Regions from separate parts of the Danio rerio genome. Here region 1 is linked to region 2. The links are chromatin contacts, called in public HiChIP or PLAC-seq maps. All regions are on one chromosome and are shown on one strand. Each heading gives the region's core, a stretch centred on a gene start, on an enhancer-like site or on the middle of the called end of the contact. The rest is flanking DNA. Distances are from core to core; before and after follow the strand shown. Region 1 holds the start of fbxw7 (F-box and WD repeat domain containing 7). Region 2 overlaps fbxw7 (F-box and WD repeat domain containing 7).

Region 1 (3,948 bases), core at 879-3,378, 47 kb before region 2:
AGGCGACAGTGACACCACTAAGCCCTATATACAGTAAGTGTATATATTCTGTACAATGACAAAAACAACAAATAATAACAAAGAGTAAATCCCTTTGAGCTTTGGTTGGCACTACTACTAAGTCTACATGACAGAACACAATTTAAAAGAAGAGAAAAGTATGACTGTTAACCACAGAAATATCATGTGAGAAATAAAACGAAATAAATATCCTATAAACTTATTCACAGATTTTATTCAGCAAAACTTTATTTACATAAAAGTAAAAATTGTATTGATATATGGTAATTTTTGCCACGAATAGCAGGAGACTGCTTTACATTTATTTTGCTATTGCACAGACTCCATATTATAGTGAGGCTCGAAAATGTATTAATAATAATGTTCATTGTTGAAAACATTTATCATTGTTATAGGAAAATTTTGGGTTTTACTGACTATCCTAACCAGGAGAACGACTGTTTTTATTTAATTAAATTCTGCTAACCCAATTTTACATTCAGAAATGTAAATTCACTAATAGGAAATCTAATTTTATAGTCTTGTTGACTGAAATCTGCTTACATATTACCAGTATCAGAGACTGTTTAAACAAGAAAGTCCCAGACACTTTAAAAATATATAATTGTTATAATGTATTTCATTCATTTGCATGATTGTGTGTTTATACTTTATTCATACTTACCTCCCCAGGCATTTGTATTTTTTCACAGTAAAAGGTTGTATTCTGTTGTTCTTTAAATAAAAACTAAATGAATAAAGGGCAGTGTGGTGGCACAGTTGGTAGCGCTGTTGCCTCACAGCAAAAAGGTTGCTGGTTGGAGCCTCGGCTGGGTCAGTTGGCATTTCTGTGTGGAGTTTGCATTTTTTGGTGTGGGTTTTCTCCGGGTGCTCTGGTTTCCCCCACAAGCCCAAAGACATGTGGTACAGGTGAATTGGGTAAGCTAAATTGTCTGCAGTGAATGAGTTTGTATGGATGTCTCCCGGTACTGGCTTGCAGCTGGAAAGGCATCCGCTGCGTAAAACATATGCTGGATAAGTTGCGTAAGTTGGTTCAGCTGTGGCAGCCCCTGAGGAATAAAGGGACTAAGCCGAAAAGAAAATGAATGAATAAACATTTTAATGAATAATGTAATGAATAAACATTAAATATTTGTTTGTTTTTTGTTTGTTTATGCAAATAGGCTGTTATTTGCTTTTTTGGTAAATGAAATAAACGGTCAAAAGATTAATTAATTAATTAATTTATATGTATGATGTGACCTTTTGGTAAATATCAAATCAAATCAAATCTCTTTTATTGTCACATCATCAGCAGCATGTGTACTACAAACACAATACAGACCGTGCAAAATACAACACATAACATACTACAAAGAACAAAACAATATACTATTATCAATGTTGACAGTAATAAAGGCAAAAAAAATTTGAAAAATAATAAATATGTTAAGAAAAACACACATTACACACATGTAGACACATGATGGACAAGTACACAATCAAAAAGGTGTACATAGTTTGACTGATTAGGCATTATTGTTTTAAGTAAGGCTTTGACTAAAGTGCGTAAACATACATAAATAGATACATAATCACCGATTCATTAAACATGCGAATAATAAACAAATATGAGAAAAAAATACAGTAAAACATGTTAATAATTTGAATGATTTATAATGCAACACAATATATGTTATTTATTAGACGTGAATGTTACCTTTTATATTTTCTTTTTATTATTACTTAATGTGTTACACTTAATATTTAATTTAATTTTTCATTTTGCCTCCCCTGCAATGACAAACGAGACAAACTTAATAATAAAAAAATACTGATAAATAAATAAATCATTTAATTAACTAATAATTAAAAACAAGCCATTTAAAATGAATTATTTTTATTTTTTTATTGTAAATACAAAATCCAAATACAACAAAATGGGATTCAACTTTACAACTTGTGTGTCATATATGGAAGGCTCAACACAAAATAATATACAAAGATACAAATGTAATATACAAAAAACATTCAAGTTAAAATAAATCCAAGCCATTTAAAATTAAACTCGCATGCATGGGCGACGTAAATGCGTCTTATTTAAGCGACGCGAGCAAGGGTGACGTTATTGGACGACACCGTGACGCTATCATCCGTGGACAGGGAGTCGTACAGGAATCGGTTGGATAAAGGCGATCGCGCTTTAACGGAGCAGCATCGGAGTCGCGTGCCGCATCCCTTGCTTTCTCAGATCGGTCACATATTATTCTATGGGGGATCTGAGTTTTTGCAGAAGATAACGAAGAAATTTCAGCTCTCCCTGATGCAGGGCTCCGAAGGGTGCGAATGACGCTCAGACTTTATTTCGGCGGATGAAAATGTTTGGTTTGTGCTTGTAAAACTTCAGCTCGTTTTCAGAGGATCGTTTCATCTTGCGTTCGGGCAAGCCGGAGAGGAGAAGAGGGGAGACCGGTTTATCCTAACCGAATTCTGGATTGGATATCTGAGGAAACTAACCGTTCGTTTGCACATAGGAGCTTTCCCCCTTCGCCTTTCCACCAGTTTCCAGGGTAAATACTTGCGTTTGTCTCTTGGTTAAACTCAGTGTTTTGCAGGCAGGCAAACTTGACCATGCAAGGCTGATATTTAAAGTAAAGGGCCATGTGATCAGCTTCACTACACTACCTCGTGGAGGTATTGGGCATATAGAACGGAATGCATGGCCTTTTCAGGTTTATATAGTATTTTAATTCCCATTTTCAATGCAATGGTGTGTGACGTTAGTGTAGCAGGTTGCCTGGCATTTAAAATTACACCGCGAAATAACACCGAGAAATGACTCGCGTGAAACTGTTGTAATGTTAAGTTACTTAATTATTTTAACCTTAACCCATTTCCGAAATGGGACACTTTAAAACAGTTTTTGCTAGACTTTTGTAGCTGCAGCAAACAAACCTAATAACGTTACAGAATGTGTAATACAGCCACAGTATTTATTTATTTTCCATGTCTGATTGATTTCATTAGTTTGTGTACGGACTTGACCTAAATTTAATGTATTTGCACTACGTAAAAATAAAACATTGTTTGGAAATACAACTTCACAGCAGACGAAAAGGCTTAATTCCGTTGCCTTATAACAGCTATGCATTCCACGACTTTACAACATCATTTATACGGTGTCTATCTACAATTTATGGTCCGTTTACGTTTTAGACAACTAATAATCATCAATGCATCCTTAATATTATTATTCCGTTTGTTATAGATTGTTCTTCTGTTATTTAGCCGGTTAGCAAGAGGATGTTTAGCTTAGGCTAACACTATTAGCACACCCGCAACTGGACAATCGAAACACAGTGTCTTACGAATACGTTTATACGTTTGTCCACTACACTGCCATTTATATGAAAAAGTGTTCTATTTTGTGACCGTGTCATCAAGGGCACTTGAAACATCTGATAGCGGTTAGCCTAGCATATTAGCATAGCCGGCTAACAATCGACGTTCAGCCTTTTGCCACCGTTGCCTCCCATAAGGGGTTTAAATCCACGTGAAGTACCCGCCAATATCCGTAAACAGTTTCTCCTTTGTAATAGTCATTTTAAAGAAATGTTAGCCGGTGTGGGACGTTGTGAGTATGAAATTCGTAATTTGTATAGATTTATGTGCAGCGCGTGCACGGCGCGAGATAAGCACATGTTAGCACCGACTTGAAGTCGATACAAGTTTGTTATTTGTGATACAGGTGCGTTTTTTTCTCTGAAACTATTGATTGAGTTAATTAATCACATTTCAGCTTCGTAACAGTACTGAGAACTTCTTAATGATCTGTAAAACCTCAGGATGCTAAATGCATGAAAACAACTTCTACTATGAACACATGGGTATAACTTCTTGAGCACCGAAAGATAACAACTTAAGTTTCATAAGCATTGAGCAACCCTA
Region 2 (3,741 bases), core at 583-3,082:
GGTTCCCGACATGTTTTTGTTGTAGTTTGTGCTATTTGCAGTGCACTCCTGTATTTGTGCGAGTTGTGAGTATTTTCATACATGTAGGGCTGCAACCAATAACTATTTTAATAATCGATTAATCTGTCAAATTTTTTATTGTTTTAAATTTTTTTTAAATCTGATAAAAAAAATCAAAAACAATAAAGGCATTAATTTCCAACCCTTTATTCTAAAACAGAACTACAATCTTTAGACAGTACACAAACATATTGCTCCTTAAACATCCCTGAGCTCTTATAATAATAATAATGATAAAAAAACTGTCTAAAGTTTTGTTTTCAATCAAAATATCTAAAAAAATCTTAAATCAAGATTTGTGTTTACTGCTCAAATATCATAAATCTTTCAAAAATAGAATATAGTGTTTTTTTTTTTTACTCAGACATTTAAAAAGATATTTTAAAGCAGTGATCACAATACTGTGATACGGTGATATTTTTATCCAAGGTTATCATACTGTCAGAATCTTATCAGAATCTGCATACAAGACACATGAAATAGCATAAGAAATGTCTTGTTTTCTGAAAAAACACCTAAAAATTAGGTGATTGTTTGCTTAAAAACAAACAAAAACATTTACCAATGGCGTAAGAAAAATAAATCTTAATGAGATCTCAAACAGAAGTTTTAAGTTTTAAGCACTTGATTTTCTCATGCCATTTTTCTTGTCTAATCTTGATTTTAAGAATTTTTTTTTTTAGGTAGTTGGCGCGACTGTTGTTTACTACTGTTTACTTGTTTTTTTTTTATTTTATTTATTTATTTTTTTTAGCAGCCACAATAGCGCTGTTTGACAAATCTCTTTTATTTAGTTTTTTCGTTTAAATGTAAAATATTCACACGCTTGCTCATGTCATCAACTGCTTGATATTCCAATTCACAAAACGTGTGAGTGTATTATGTTGTTTAAAAGACAGTTAATGATCTTGATCGTGATCTAAAATTTGAAATGGGCATCGCCATGTTTACTTGCAACTGCGCATATACCTCATTCATAAAAGCAGAATACACAGGATTCAGCACAAAGTTATACTCAAAATACGCACAAATATAGTGAACTTGGAGAAGAATAGAGGGGGCTTTATAGTTACTTTAGTGACGCAACTGTTTGATAGTCGATTTATTCAATTCGTTGTTGCAGCCCTACATAATTGACAATCTAACAGTCTAATGGTATTTAAGTACAGAAACTGAATGATAAAAATAGAATTTCAATAAAATGAATCGTATTTAAGGTCACAAATAGTACAATTCCTTTTAATTGAACGTTTTTAAAATCAGTATACAGTCACAGGCATTAAAAAACACATGCAAATGATAAATTTTAATACAAAGTTAACATTGCATATCCTGTAGTGTGACTATTGCGAATGATCACATTGTAATATCAATGCTGAAACGATATGTTGTGCAGGCCTATTTCTCAAAAAATAAACACTGTAAAAGTCAGAAATGAAACGGGAAGCTAAATTGAACAACTCCTTATGAAAGCGAATAATAAATTATAGCAATATCTGCAGCATGGATCAATAAATATTTCCTGTTCAAAAACCCTTGTGAGTTTTGACTGATTCTGTTGTTGATAACTCTACATAGTCCACAGCATAGCTCTTGTTTATGCACATTGAATTATGATAGATTTGTAAGAGTTTTACCTCAAAGGAGAATTGAGAAGCAGGAGTTGTATCATCTCTGGAATTCCTCCTCTCCCTCCCTCTCTCTTTTGTCTCTCTCACTTTGTACCACATTTTTTCTCTGTAACTGGAGTAGATGTTCGCTGGCCCTGCCCGTCACTATCTGAACCTGAACACACTGTAACCTGAGCCCAGCCGTAGGGATCTCTGCGGTGGGCCTCATGGTGGAGCTCTGCCATGGGTACACATCGCTTGACTTTATATCATTACACACACACACACACACACACACACACACACACACACACACACACTGTCAGGTTTAGTCTGCTCCTAATAAAAGCTCCCCTACTGTGCTGATTTCAGATCAGGTACCCCACCCCACCACAACCCAAACAGTCTTATGAGAAAAACATGCCCTGGCTGCCTTGAACCAGAGTTCTAACACCTCTGAAGAGGAGCAGGACGGGCGGAGGAAACGCGAGTGCATTCCTGCTATGATTTATGAATGCTTTTCTCCTCGCACTCCTCTTGATTCACTTCCAGGTGTAGCCGTGCCAGCACTGAGAACAAGTTTGCTCTAGATATGGACAGTGACACCTTGTCAGACAGATGGTATTGTGCGATTTTCAAATTGGTGTGAAGGAATTTGCTTAGTTTTTTTATTGTTTCAAATCTTGCAGTATAATATTTGGTCTTTTAGTGTAATTTAAAACGTTTTAGTGCTATGAATTGATTTTTATTTTGGCCCACTACCAGATTTTGACAGTAGTTTAAGTTAGTGGTGTTATTATACCACAGACTTGCCTGCACTGTTTTTCAAATAGGATCAAAAGTTGATGAGGATACGTTCACAGATTTTTAATCCATCTCTTTGTCCACTTTCCAGATTTCTTTGAGGTAAGGGGCTATGAGTGCATCTATGTTTCTGACATTTCTCATTATAATATTGTGAAATAAGCTTGTGTGATTTGCCTATGAAAGTGAAAGGGGACAACAGAAACAGGGCAGTTCTGTGAGAACAGATTCTGGGATGTTTTAAAAATTAGGCCAGTAGGTTGAGTGTTAAAGGATGGTTCACCTCGAAACTGAAAATTCTGACAGAGTTTCGCTCCCTTCACTCATTCCAAACCTGTTTGAGTTTTACTGTTGAACAAAGATATAGTAAAGAATGTTGGAAAGCTTTCCAAAACGCTTGAGAATATTTTGTTGTGTTCAACTGAAGAAAAAATAATAAGTTTAGAATCCATCAAGTTTAGTTTAGTTTTAAAAAAACATCAAGTTTAGAATCCTTTGAGAGTGAGTAAATGATATGGGAATTCTTATTTTTGGGTAAATCAATCTATGGTCTTTGTCAGTTTCAAATGCTTTCGACCACACAATGCCTGGTGAAATGTAATTTCAGCTACCTCTGTTTTTTTTAAAGAGGATACACTTAAAATCATAGAGATCCAATTTTCACCTGTCATAGCATTGTCTACTTGTTCCTGGTTAAACAAATACACAAATTAACAAAAGTTGTAAATGGGACCATACATTTAACCACTTCAGTAATCCTTTACCATGTCAAATCGATAGTTTCTCAAGGTACTCACAGCTCAGTAGCTTCCCTTACACATGGCTTACTGGGTCTGAGTGGATCAAATTCTCAGCTCTCCATGTCAAGGCTTGACGCCATGTTTAATGCTTTGTGCATCCATGTATGTCCTGTGTATCCTCTTTATATAGTAGCACAAAGATCCTCATGTCTAATAAAGAAACCTTATGCTACAGATATCATCCTCTTACAGGAACTGTTTGTTATTTCACCCCATTTCCCATCCTTCTGCTGCACCCTCACTACCTGCTAAGGGTTTGTTTGAGTGAAGATCTAAAGTGAGCTGGATGTGAAACCTTATAGTGAGGGAGTTAATATCTGGAAACCTTTCTTTAAGGAAATACATAACAATGGTTTCAATAAACTGACCCTTGGTGGACTTGTTTTCTTAAAAACTATTGCATATTTCTTTAACCTTAACCAGCATTTGGACTTGAACTTGTTTAGTCTTAAAGCTGATTCCATAGA

The links. HiChIP or PLAC-seq counts read pairs in DNA pulled down with a chosen protein or histone mark.
Region 1: an H3K4me3 HiChIP or PLAC-seq map of embryo shows a contact between it and region 2, with 3 times the contacts expected there. The contact joins the promoter of fbxw7 here to the enhancer-like site in region 2. A contact is called at or near these places in 3 of 18 Hi-C or Micro-C datasets (embryo, hematopoietic stem cells and an unstated tissue) and 3 of 4 datasets of contacts at active chromatin or transcription factors (caudal fin, embryo and gastrula embryo).

The regions. Positions count from the first base shown.
Region 1 is chr1:26,762,334-26,766,281 of GRCz12tu, reverse strand. fbxw7 (F-box and WD repeat domain containing 7) reads left to right here and starts at 2,128. Exons shown (of 13, transcript XM_073951515.1): 1 at 2,128-2,570.
Region 2 is chr1:26,715,377-26,719,117 of GRCz12tu, reverse strand. All of the region lies in intron 1 of fbxw7 (F-box and WD repeat domain containing 7), which reads left to right. Among named protein-coding and RNA genes, the nearest start is that of fbxw7, 47 kb to the left of the region's middle. Within about 2 kb of position 1,832, at least 13 of the 62 cell types and tissues checked have an H3K27ac peak or open chromatin away from gene starts, as enhancers often do. A contact at or near this core is called in caudal fin, where this site is marked.